Regions from separate parts of the Mus musculus genome. Here regions 2 and 3 are each linked to region 1. The links are chromatin contacts, called in public Hi-C and capture Hi-C maps. All regions are on one chromosome and are shown on one strand. The core of a region is the stretch at or near the end of the contact, and the rest is flanking DNA. Distances in the headings are between cores, read along the strand shown. Region 1 holds the start of Gtf2b (general transcription factor IIB). Region 2 has its middle 85 kb from the start of 4930519L02Rik. Region 3 holds the start of Gbp5 (guanylate binding protein 5).

Region 1 (3,042 bases), core at 361-2,860:
ATGAGGTTCGACCTATCAGCACAAGTCCACAGAAGCAGGAAGAAGCCGCTGGAACACCACCATAAGTTCTTTGGTGCATTTTTCACTATGAAGTCACAACAAGCTAAGATCAGCGAATCAAGCAAGGCGAACCAATTGCAGGAGCACTGTCCGCCGTCTGTTGGGTTATACTTATGCTCTTTCCAAACATATGTCCCCTCAAGCATCCGCCGTAGCAAAACATCACACGCCCTTTCACTAGGCAGTTTTCAGAAAAACACCCTGCGCCTGTTCTCGGCAAAACACCGTTACATAAGACAGTTTCCAGAAAAACATCACATGATACAACTGAGTCCCTAACAAAACCAGAAATTCCCACTTCAACAAATGTCTGCTTAATGGCATTTGATTTCCATTAACAAATAAAATGCTTACTGAGTTTTCATCTCAGTGGAAGACACCCAACTTGCAGTTACCTTAATTCAGACTTTGTTGGGAATGGTTTATTTACAAGAAAGTAGCACTGTTGCCTTAAGGTAAGAGGACGGGAGCTGAGACAAGGTCTTGTTCTGCAGGTCAGGCTGGCTTGGGATTCATGACCTCCCACCTCTGCACCCTAACTTCTAGAATTACAAGGGTGACCCCCAAGACCTGCCTTGTGAGGCCCTTGTATAGACGTTAGCTGTTTTATTACATTTCCTATACTCGGTTTTCAGTCAAATATTCGATGATGATTGGGGAACAACAACAACATGGGTCATAGCAGGGCTGTCTCTTGCAATTCTAGAAGGGTTTGTGAGCCAGATACCCTCCATGCCTACACTGTTGAGATAAAGGACATGTAGGAACTTTGAATCATGTTGGCCAATGACAGAGCTTGAATTGATACCTACTCCTGAAGACAACAACTAATTTCTCTTTTTATTCCAAATTCTTTAGTCAGGGCAAATGAGACATTCAATCAGATAGGGAAAACTGACTTGAAAATAAAGGAAAGGAATTTGGTGCGAGCGCTTTGCCCCTTTCAACCAACCTGGTTTCCTTGTGTGTTGGTTATTTTGTGTGTTTGTTTATTTAAAGGTGTTTTTTGTTTGAGACGAGGTCTAACTCCAGATCCTCCTACCTTCTTGGTGCAGGAATACTTGAGAGTATCACCCGAGGAGGCAACTCCCATTTTAATTTCCTCTGTTTGAGAGCTAGCTCAGGCGCAGCACATTCTGAGTCTTCTTGGGTTGATTTTTTGTTTTGATTTGTTTGAGACTGTGTGTGTCTGTGTCTGTCTGTCTGTCTGTCTCTCTCTCTTTATCTCTCTCTCCCTCCTCCTGGCTGTTCTGGAGCACCCTGTGTGGATCAGGTTCCTCTAAACTCACAGAGATCCTCCAGCCTCTGCCTCCGGAGATCAAAGGGGTGTGCTATCCCGCCAGGCTTTGAAGATTTTGCCAATCAACCAGCAGCCGGGAGCCACGCAGCAGCAGCGGAGACAACCAGGAAGTACACAGCCCGCGTCGTCAAGGACCGAGCGCTTTTTAGCCCTCCTCCCGACCCGTAGCCGCGCGGAGTGCGCGCGAGCGACTCGCGCATAAAAGCCCGGCTCGGGGCGTCTAGGAGCCAGTGCTGCTTCCTGCTTCGGACGGAGCTGTTGGCGGAGCCGCGAAGATGGCGTCGACCAGCCGGTGAGTGCAACGGCCTCGGAGCGAGTGGAGCAGGGCATCGCGGGGCCCAGGTTCCTCCAGAAGGCCGCCGCGGGTGTCCCTTACCCACCTGAGTCATCGCCGCCCGGGTTTGACCCTGCGGATCCGCACGGCCCCGGCCTCCGTCTCCGGACCCTTCAACCGTCTTTGTGTCATGTTGATGTTTTCTGTGTATTTTCTCCCTTACGGCCCATCCAGCCGGAGGGGGCTGAAACCCCGTTTCCGAAGAGCTGGAAAAGCGACGTTCCAGGTCCCTATCGATCTGACAACCGCAAAGTTGAGAAACGTCAGCATTGGTTGTCTGGTGGCAAAGGGTCGCTAGCCCAATGGCCCCCCCAGAAGTGGAAACGAAAGCACATACGGAGACTTGATTCATTCTCCTAAAAGACCCCCTGTCCCCACCCCGAAAAGTATCATTGCGTACTCTGAAGGAGATGCTGTCTGCAGAAAATTAATTACATATGCTGGAAGTCATTTTAAATGTATTTTTAAAACGTAGTTTGCTTAATATCTACAGGAAATGCGTGTTGTGACCGCAGAGACAGCCTTTAATCTTGTGACCTCCAAAATGCTTTGCAGACCCTAATTATATCTCTTGTAACCACTATGAGGTAGATATTAGTATACTGGCATATGTGTAAACTGAGTCATGCCAGCGTGTTGACCTTTCGCGGGCCACTATACCTATTCTGATTATCCGTCCACTGGTCTCCAGTTAACACAGAATGTACAGAAAGTATCAAATTAAGTTCTGTTCTTTTGGCACTTTTTTTTTTTTTTCGGAGGTGGTTACTATGTGTGGAATTGGTAAACGTCACCGGGGGAAGCCATTATTTACAGAAACTTGGCCTTTCTGGGAACCTCCAAGTCTGCTGTTTATTATAAAAAGTGGGAGGTGGGCATAGGAAGCCTCGTGAACTTCTTGCGTGGAAGCAATGGGCAATCTTGTTTACTGATTTTATGATTTAATTAGATTAATTATGATTTAATCATTCCATCTGGGTGTGGTTTTGTCACGTAAGGCTTCCTTGTAGCGACATAGGAACCTTCAGCTTCCCCAAATACTATTGAAATTTCCCATGGGTGATGTGTTCATATGTAGGCACAGCTTACCATCTTAGGGAAAAGGAACTCCTGTATTCTTGAAACACAAGTTGTAGTGTTTAAATAGTACACATAGTAAAATCACTGGTTACAGTTTTTAAACTTTTCTTCACTTAAAAAAATCCCTTGAAATTAATTTCTTTTCTGGACAGCTAGTGTTTGATTTTGAGTTAGTGGTCTCGAATCTTCTGTCTCCACCTTGAAAACTGTGGGGTTGTAGATCTGCCCGGCCCTCATCCAGCTCTTAAGTCTGTGTCATTCCTGTTGC
Region 2 (3,042 bases), core at 245-2,744, 350 kb after region 1:
CTGAGTAGAGTCTAGGGCTTTTCAGTCTAGGTCAGCAGCTCCGTGTCTTCACTGTGGTGTGGGTGGGGCCTTGTTGAGACACAGTATAGGTAAAGCAGAAGTCTCTCCCCCAAGCCGACATGCTGGAGATATAAATGAGACACACGGTCAAATAAGACAGTATGAAACCCATACTCAGAGTGCAATATGAGAAATCACTTGTGCTATGGAGAACCAGGAAGAACTCAACTTGCGCATTGAAAGGGGATGAGCAGAAGATAGTGGCAGAATGGAATAGCGATGGGAATCAACTGACAAGGGTATTGAAGGATCAATAATAATCATCTCACATACTTAAAAGGGGTGAGGGTGAGAAAGGTCTAAAAAAACCAAAGGTCAGTGCTGGAACTGAGAATTGAAGCCACCAAAATTAAATGCTGGAATGAAAAGTCCAATGATTTAGTGAACATGAAAGTAGAACAGAGTCAGAGACAGCCTCCGCTCCAATTGGTAGGGGACCCACATGAAGACAAAGCTGCTACATACATATAGGAGCCTTAGGTCCATCCTCTGCGTGCTCTTTGGTTGATGGTTCAGTCTCTGTGAGCCCCCATGACCCAGGTGAGTTGACCCTGTAAGTCTTCTTGTGGTGTCCTTAACCTCTTCAACTTGTTCAATTCTGCCTCTGACTCTTCTCCACGACTCTCAAGCCCTGTGGCCTGATGTTTGGCTGTGCGTCTCTACATCTCTTTCCATCCATGGCTGAATGAAGCCCCCCAGGAGATACTTATGCTAGGTTCCTGTCTGCAAGCATAGCAGAGGATCATTAATGGTGTCAGAGATTGACTGATGTGATGTGTCTCAAGTTGGGCCATTTGTTGGTTGGCTTTTTTTTTTCTCAATCTCTGCTCCATTTTGATTCCTGAGCATCTTGTGGGCAGAGCAAATTTTGGGTTGAAGAATTTTTTAGGGGTGTCAATGTCTTCTTCCCTCTACTGGAAATTGCCCTTGCCCTAACTGGACTGCCTGGTTGGGCCTCAGTGGGAGAGGATGAGCTTAGTCCTACTGCAAATGGATGTCCCAGGGTTGTGTGGTACCTGACAGGAACTTCCCCTTTGCTGGGGAGAAGGGAGGGGTGCTGAGGGGAGAGATTTTGAACTTCGGTAGGGGCAGGGGCAGCGATTGGGAGGTAAGTGAATAAATAAATTAATTAATAAAGAATTACTCATTTATCTTAGATTTAAAATAGTATGCAGAGCCATGGGGACCTTGGAATTCTAACACCTACCCATTGGTTAAGCCAGGCCCTGGAAAGAGAAGAAGGAAAAATATGGATGAACTTTTCTCAGGTTTGGCAAAAGCAGAAAATGAATAAAACTTACAAAAAGAGTTAACCCCAAACAGAAGGATCGCAAAGAAATCCAAGCCAGCCATGTAAGAAGCAGCCTCAGTGAGCGGATTGCTGCATGACTCGTGGGAGTTCAGGAGCACATGCAGGGAATCCTCAGGGACTGCATAGTCTAGAAACAGGAACTGTTTCTCTGGCAACCTTTTGAATTGCTTTATTGTTATTATATTCTCTAGCTCACTAAACCCTGTGAAATGGTACTGTCTTAGTTTCTTTTTATTTCCTCTCACAATTTGAGTGGACCGTCCATTCTGGTGGGGAAATCAAGGCATCAGGAAATTGGAGTAGCTGACCACATCTCATCCGCAGTGAGGAGAGCTGTGGATATGGGCCTGCCCACAACTAAATGGGACTTCCGAAATCAAGTAACGCTCTCAAGATGATTTGCCCTGGGTATTGGCAGATATCTACGTCCCAACAGATTCTATATTCTGTCAAGTCAACAGTTAACACTAACTGTCACAGCTACCCAATCGTCACTGGGAACATATTTACAAACCAATGTTTAATGACTTAAAATTTATAAATACACACATCAAAGATCTGATGAGTAAATAAGTAAGGGAAAACGAATAACAGAAACAAGTGTTTGATTATTTTTATGTAGTTGTGAGGAAGAGGCATCCTACCTGTGTAAGATGACTCTAATTTTTTGATTTTTTTTTGTTTAAAATATGTCTTCTTTAAGAATGTTTTGCCTAGCCTAAAATCACATGCATATTTTTCTTATTTTCTGTTAGTTGAGTATTTTTGATTACAGATATATCAGGTTCTAGAATAAATTTTAACTTTCAGTCTTCAAAGATCTACATACACCTTCTGGGGTCCTGTGGAGAAGGTCACACCCTCAATACCAGTGTGGTTTACTCTGGCAAGCGTGGCACATGGGAACTGCAGAGGTATACTTATGTCACAGAGGTCATTGTTTTGTTTTGTTTTTAAATGACATTTTAGTGTGTGTGTGCATATGTGTGTGTGTGCATGCATATTCCATGGTGTATGTGTTGATGTCAGAGGGAGTTGGAGTCCGTATTTTCCTTCTTCTGTGAGACCTAGGAATTGAACTCAGGAAGTCAGGCTTGACAGCAAGCGTCTTTATTCAATAAACCATCTCACCAGACCCTGTGCAGAGTTTCTTTAGGCACATTTTGAAAAGCACTAGTTTTGTGCTGGAATACTAGATATTATTTAAAACATTATATGAAAAAATGATACTCATGCAGGCATGTAGAAATTGTGAGTTTTTTAGTTCTTGTAGCATGGTTGGATGTCAGAGGCCTTGAAATGCTTTGAGAATATAGACTTATAATTTTTTTATTTGAATAGTGCTTTCTCTTGCCGTCAAGCTCGCATCTGAGTGAAGGGATGGTCTGATAATGTTCTCTAGGTAGCTATGAGGCATTTTGATCTGCCCCTTCCCATTTTGCAAAGTGAAGGTTAGTATGTTCCTATGCATGCGTTTCTCCCTCGAACTTCCCCAAATGTGCATCAGTGTAGAGCCTTGGTTCCACACAGTGCTACAACCAGGAGACTACAGCTTGTTTGTACCATCAACCAAGTGCTTGTGTGTATCTGAGATGATTTTATCTTTTTGCTATGGCCACAATACAGTCTCATATTTTATAAAAAGTAATCAAGAAGTGGTAGGGTTAGGA
Region 3 (3,042 bases), core at 279-2,778, 270 kb before region 1:
CACTCAGGTCTGACAGCTTCTGAGTCTGCCTCTGCATTCAACTCAAGACACAGGAAAATGAGACCAGTCATCCACGTGCCTTTCCTTCTGAGGCCAGGTACTCCGAGGCTGCATGCTCAAGTCAGTCAGAGATTAGCCTGTCTGGAGAAGTGATCGAGTCCATGGAAAGGAAGTCTGGTAAAGGAATCCCACAGAAAAAACAATATTTTTTGAAAAACTGATATAATAAAAACAAAACCAACCAACCAACCAACCAACGAACCAAAGAAGACACTGGAGTGGAAGGCCATCCAATGCGCATGGATCAATACAGTTGTTATTGTGATAACGGTTAGGTTATTTTACCCAAAGTCACCAGTATAGGCGGTACCCACCATAAAGTCAAATGCTATTTCTGTCAAGCTTACAGGCAAGTGCAGTCTAAAGCGAGTATGCTTCCTTTTAGGAGAGTTAGACTCCAGAGAGCGTCAGAACAAAGTCCGCAAATATCCATGTACAACATTCAGCTTCTATATAACTGATCTTTATTGGCTACATATGACCAGACATTTCCTGAGTTTCCTTGTCCCAGTAGTGACAGCGTCATCTCCAGGACTTGTTAACATATTATTTTGGCTTGAATTCTAGACAAGTGAGATAGAAGATCTTTCTTGAAGCTCCGTTAAGGGAAGGCTATTTCTTCTTGGTAAAGCATAGCTATTTTATTGACCTATTTTAAAAAATTAGTTTAACCCACTCAGTGGCTTGAGTTTTGCTCAGAAGAATCGGACTTGGGTCACATCATCAGCAGATGTTCCAAACGGCACCAAACAGTATAAGATTAAAGCAGCTGCTTACAGCCTTTCTGTGACTGAGTCAGCTTGCTGGTGCAGTCTCTAACCCAGCAAGCGTGATTAGCTTTCTTTTCCTTTGCAATCTCTCCTTTCTGGTTTCCTGTACGGTTTGTCTGCTCTGCTAATTTTTTCCTCTCTCCAACTCCAAAAAAGTTATCCTCAGTTTTCCTAATTCTGTTCTTTATTTCTTTTATATATGGGATTCAAGAGTCCACAACATGACACCCTGAGTTCCTTGTTTAACCTACTACCAATGAAAACAACTTTTATCCTAAGTGGATGCAGAGACAATTGTAAGAAATGAGTCTTCAAATAGTACGTGAGGTTTCCCTTCAAAACAATTGTGATTCAAAACCATAAAAATTATCACCCTCGTTCAAAGGAATAAAATAAACAGCGCTTGAAACAATGACAAACGATGTCAACGTTCTCTTTCAGATTGTGGGCAACTTCTGGGAAATTAGTTCAGTGACATTCAAGCCTTCTGCTTTTGAAAATCCCCTTCAACTATACAGTCTGAACTTGTGTAGTTTCAATTTCAGTTTAGAGAACCCTTTTGCAGATTCCTGTTCTTGCGTTTCATAATCAAGTTCTCTCCCAGCTCTCTGGGAGAGGAAAGGAAATTCCCAGGGCTGGCCGTTATTTCTCAGAACCAAGCACAGATAAATAAGGGTGCAACGAGTTTGTCCTCTTGCAGAGTCCCGTTTGAAGCAGTGTTCTTACTGGCCCCTGCTCCCGCTCTTCAGTTTTTCTTAAGGTAAGACCTGGAGCAGGGGTGGGAAGAGACTGTTAGGAATTATTTTTTAGACTACTTTATCCAGGATGGGATGCATCCTAGCCTGGATGCTGGCTCAGCCCCATTAGAGATTAAACAGCAGTGTTCTCAGAGAAGCAGAATTCCTTGTCCAGCAGTCCGAGTGTTTATTCAGTGCCGTTATTGTTTCCTGTTAATGAGAGGGCAGAGTGTGAAGAGATTAAACTGAAAGGTAGAAATGACTTCCAACTGTTTATCTCCGCTTGTTCTAACTTCTTGGCATCCCTAGTTGCTGTTTAGAACAGAATCACCTCCAGAATAGCAGGCAACCATACTGTTTGCATGAACAATATAGCAGAGCATGAGCTGCGCAGTAAAAGGTCTGAGACTGGGGCTCTAACCAGCGCTCCCATTGTCGGGAAGTGAATTCCCAGACAGCAAGGCTCTATATGTGGGCCGATGCTTGTCCTCATTGGAGCTTGGGACAAATTCACAGCCAGAGCTGCGAGAGAGAGAGAGAGAGAGAGAGAGAGAGAGAGAGAGAGAGAGAGAGAGAGAGAGAGAGAGAACTCCAAGGCACACAGGAAGAGGTTTGCTGACAGCAGTGAGCATTTTCGCTGCACTGCCATCTCTTAAAGGTTCCGTGTTTGCTTTTCCTGGGCAGTCACTCACTTTTAAACCCCATTTGTGTTGGATTCTGTCTCTGCTACAATATTGTCTCTACCTTTATATGTTGACGAATCAAAAAATGACCTATTTGGCCGGTATGGTCTGGCTATGCGGATCGCTCCTGGGAACTCTTTTGACTTCTTGCTGTGTCCCGTGCCTCATGCATATCATACTTAAAGAACAGATAAGAATATAAACGCAAAAACTGAGCAAACACCAGAAGTTCATCTCCAGCACCTTTCAGTACTTTCAGATTTCTTGGTGACCTTCTTCCCTACAGTCCTCCCCTTGTGTGAACATTTCTCTTCTTCTCTTCTCTTCTCTTCTCTTCTCTTCTCTTCTCTTCTCTTCTCTTCTCTTCTCTTCTCTTCTCTTCTCTTCTTTTTTTTTATAATTATTTTATTTATGTGTGTGCCTGAGTGTATTTTAGTCCCCCAGGACTGGTGTTATAGGTAGTTGTGAGCCACCTGGTATGGGTTAAGGGAACAAAATCCAGGTCTACAAGAGCCTCAAGTGCTCTTAGTCACTGAGCCAATATCTCTAGCCCAACCCTCTACTGATATAAATGCATATTGATTTGGTTACGTCTGGCTTGTAGGAAGCAGAATTGTAGGGAAGACTTGAATGACATCATAATGCTACTCAGTTGCAAGGATGAGACTGGAAATCAATATTAAGTGGAACTTACAAATAAAAACCCGATTTTATCTAGTTTTATGTATATATATGTATATTTATGTATATATGTATATATACATATATATGCATATGTGTGTGTGTGTGTGT

The links. Hi-C and Micro-C count contacts between places; a contact is called where the count stands out from the background. Capture Hi-C pulls out chosen DNA fragments and counts their contacts.
Region 2: a Hi-C map of olfactory sensory neurons shows a contact between it and region 1, with 1.8 times the contacts expected there. The contact joins the enhancer-like site here to the promoter of Gtf2b in region 1. A contact is called at or near these places in 3 of 39 promoter capture datasets (the C10 cell line, the HPC-7 cell line and embryonic stem cells) and 3 of 484 Hi-C or Micro-C datasets (embryonic stem cells, granulosa cells and olfactory sensory neurons).
Region 3: a capture Hi-C map of macrophages shows a contact between it and region 1, with 2.7 times the contacts expected there. The contact joins the promoter of Gbp5 here to the promoter of Gtf2b in region 1. A contact is called at or near these places in 15 of 39 promoter capture datasets (the 3T3-L1 cell line, 3T3-L1-derived adipocytes, the C10 cell line and 8 more), 1 of 15 datasets of contacts at CTCF or cohesin (embryonic stem cells), 14 of 484 Hi-C or Micro-C datasets (B cells, the BV-2 cell line, CD4 T cells and 7 more), 3 of 115 datasets of contacts at active chromatin or transcription factors (bone marrow-derived macrophages, effector CD8 T cells and memory CD8 T cells) and 3 of 9 other capture datasets (adipose tissue, liver and macrophages).

What each region holds. Positions count from the first base shown.
Region 1 is chr3:142,763,637-142,766,678 of GRCm38.p6, forward strand. It overlaps Gtf2b (general transcription factor IIB), which reads left to right and starts at 1,611. Exons shown (of 7, transcript NM_145546.1): 1 at 1,611-1,652. The coding sequence starts at 1,636.
Region 2 is chr3:143,114,252-143,117,293 of GRCm38.p6, forward strand. No RefSeq gene overlaps it. Among named protein-coding and RNA genes, the nearest start is that of 4930519L02Rik, 85 kb to the left of the region's middle. Within about 2 kb of position 1,495, at least 4 of the 459 cell types and tissues checked have an H3K27ac peak or open chromatin away from gene starts, as enhancers often do. A contact at or near this core is called in olfactory sensory neurons, where this site is marked.
Region 3 is chr3:142,495,406-142,498,447 of GRCm38.p6, forward strand. It overlaps Gbp5 (guanylate binding protein 5), which reads left to right and starts at 1,529. Exons shown (of 11, transcript NM_153564.2): 1 at 1,529-1,590.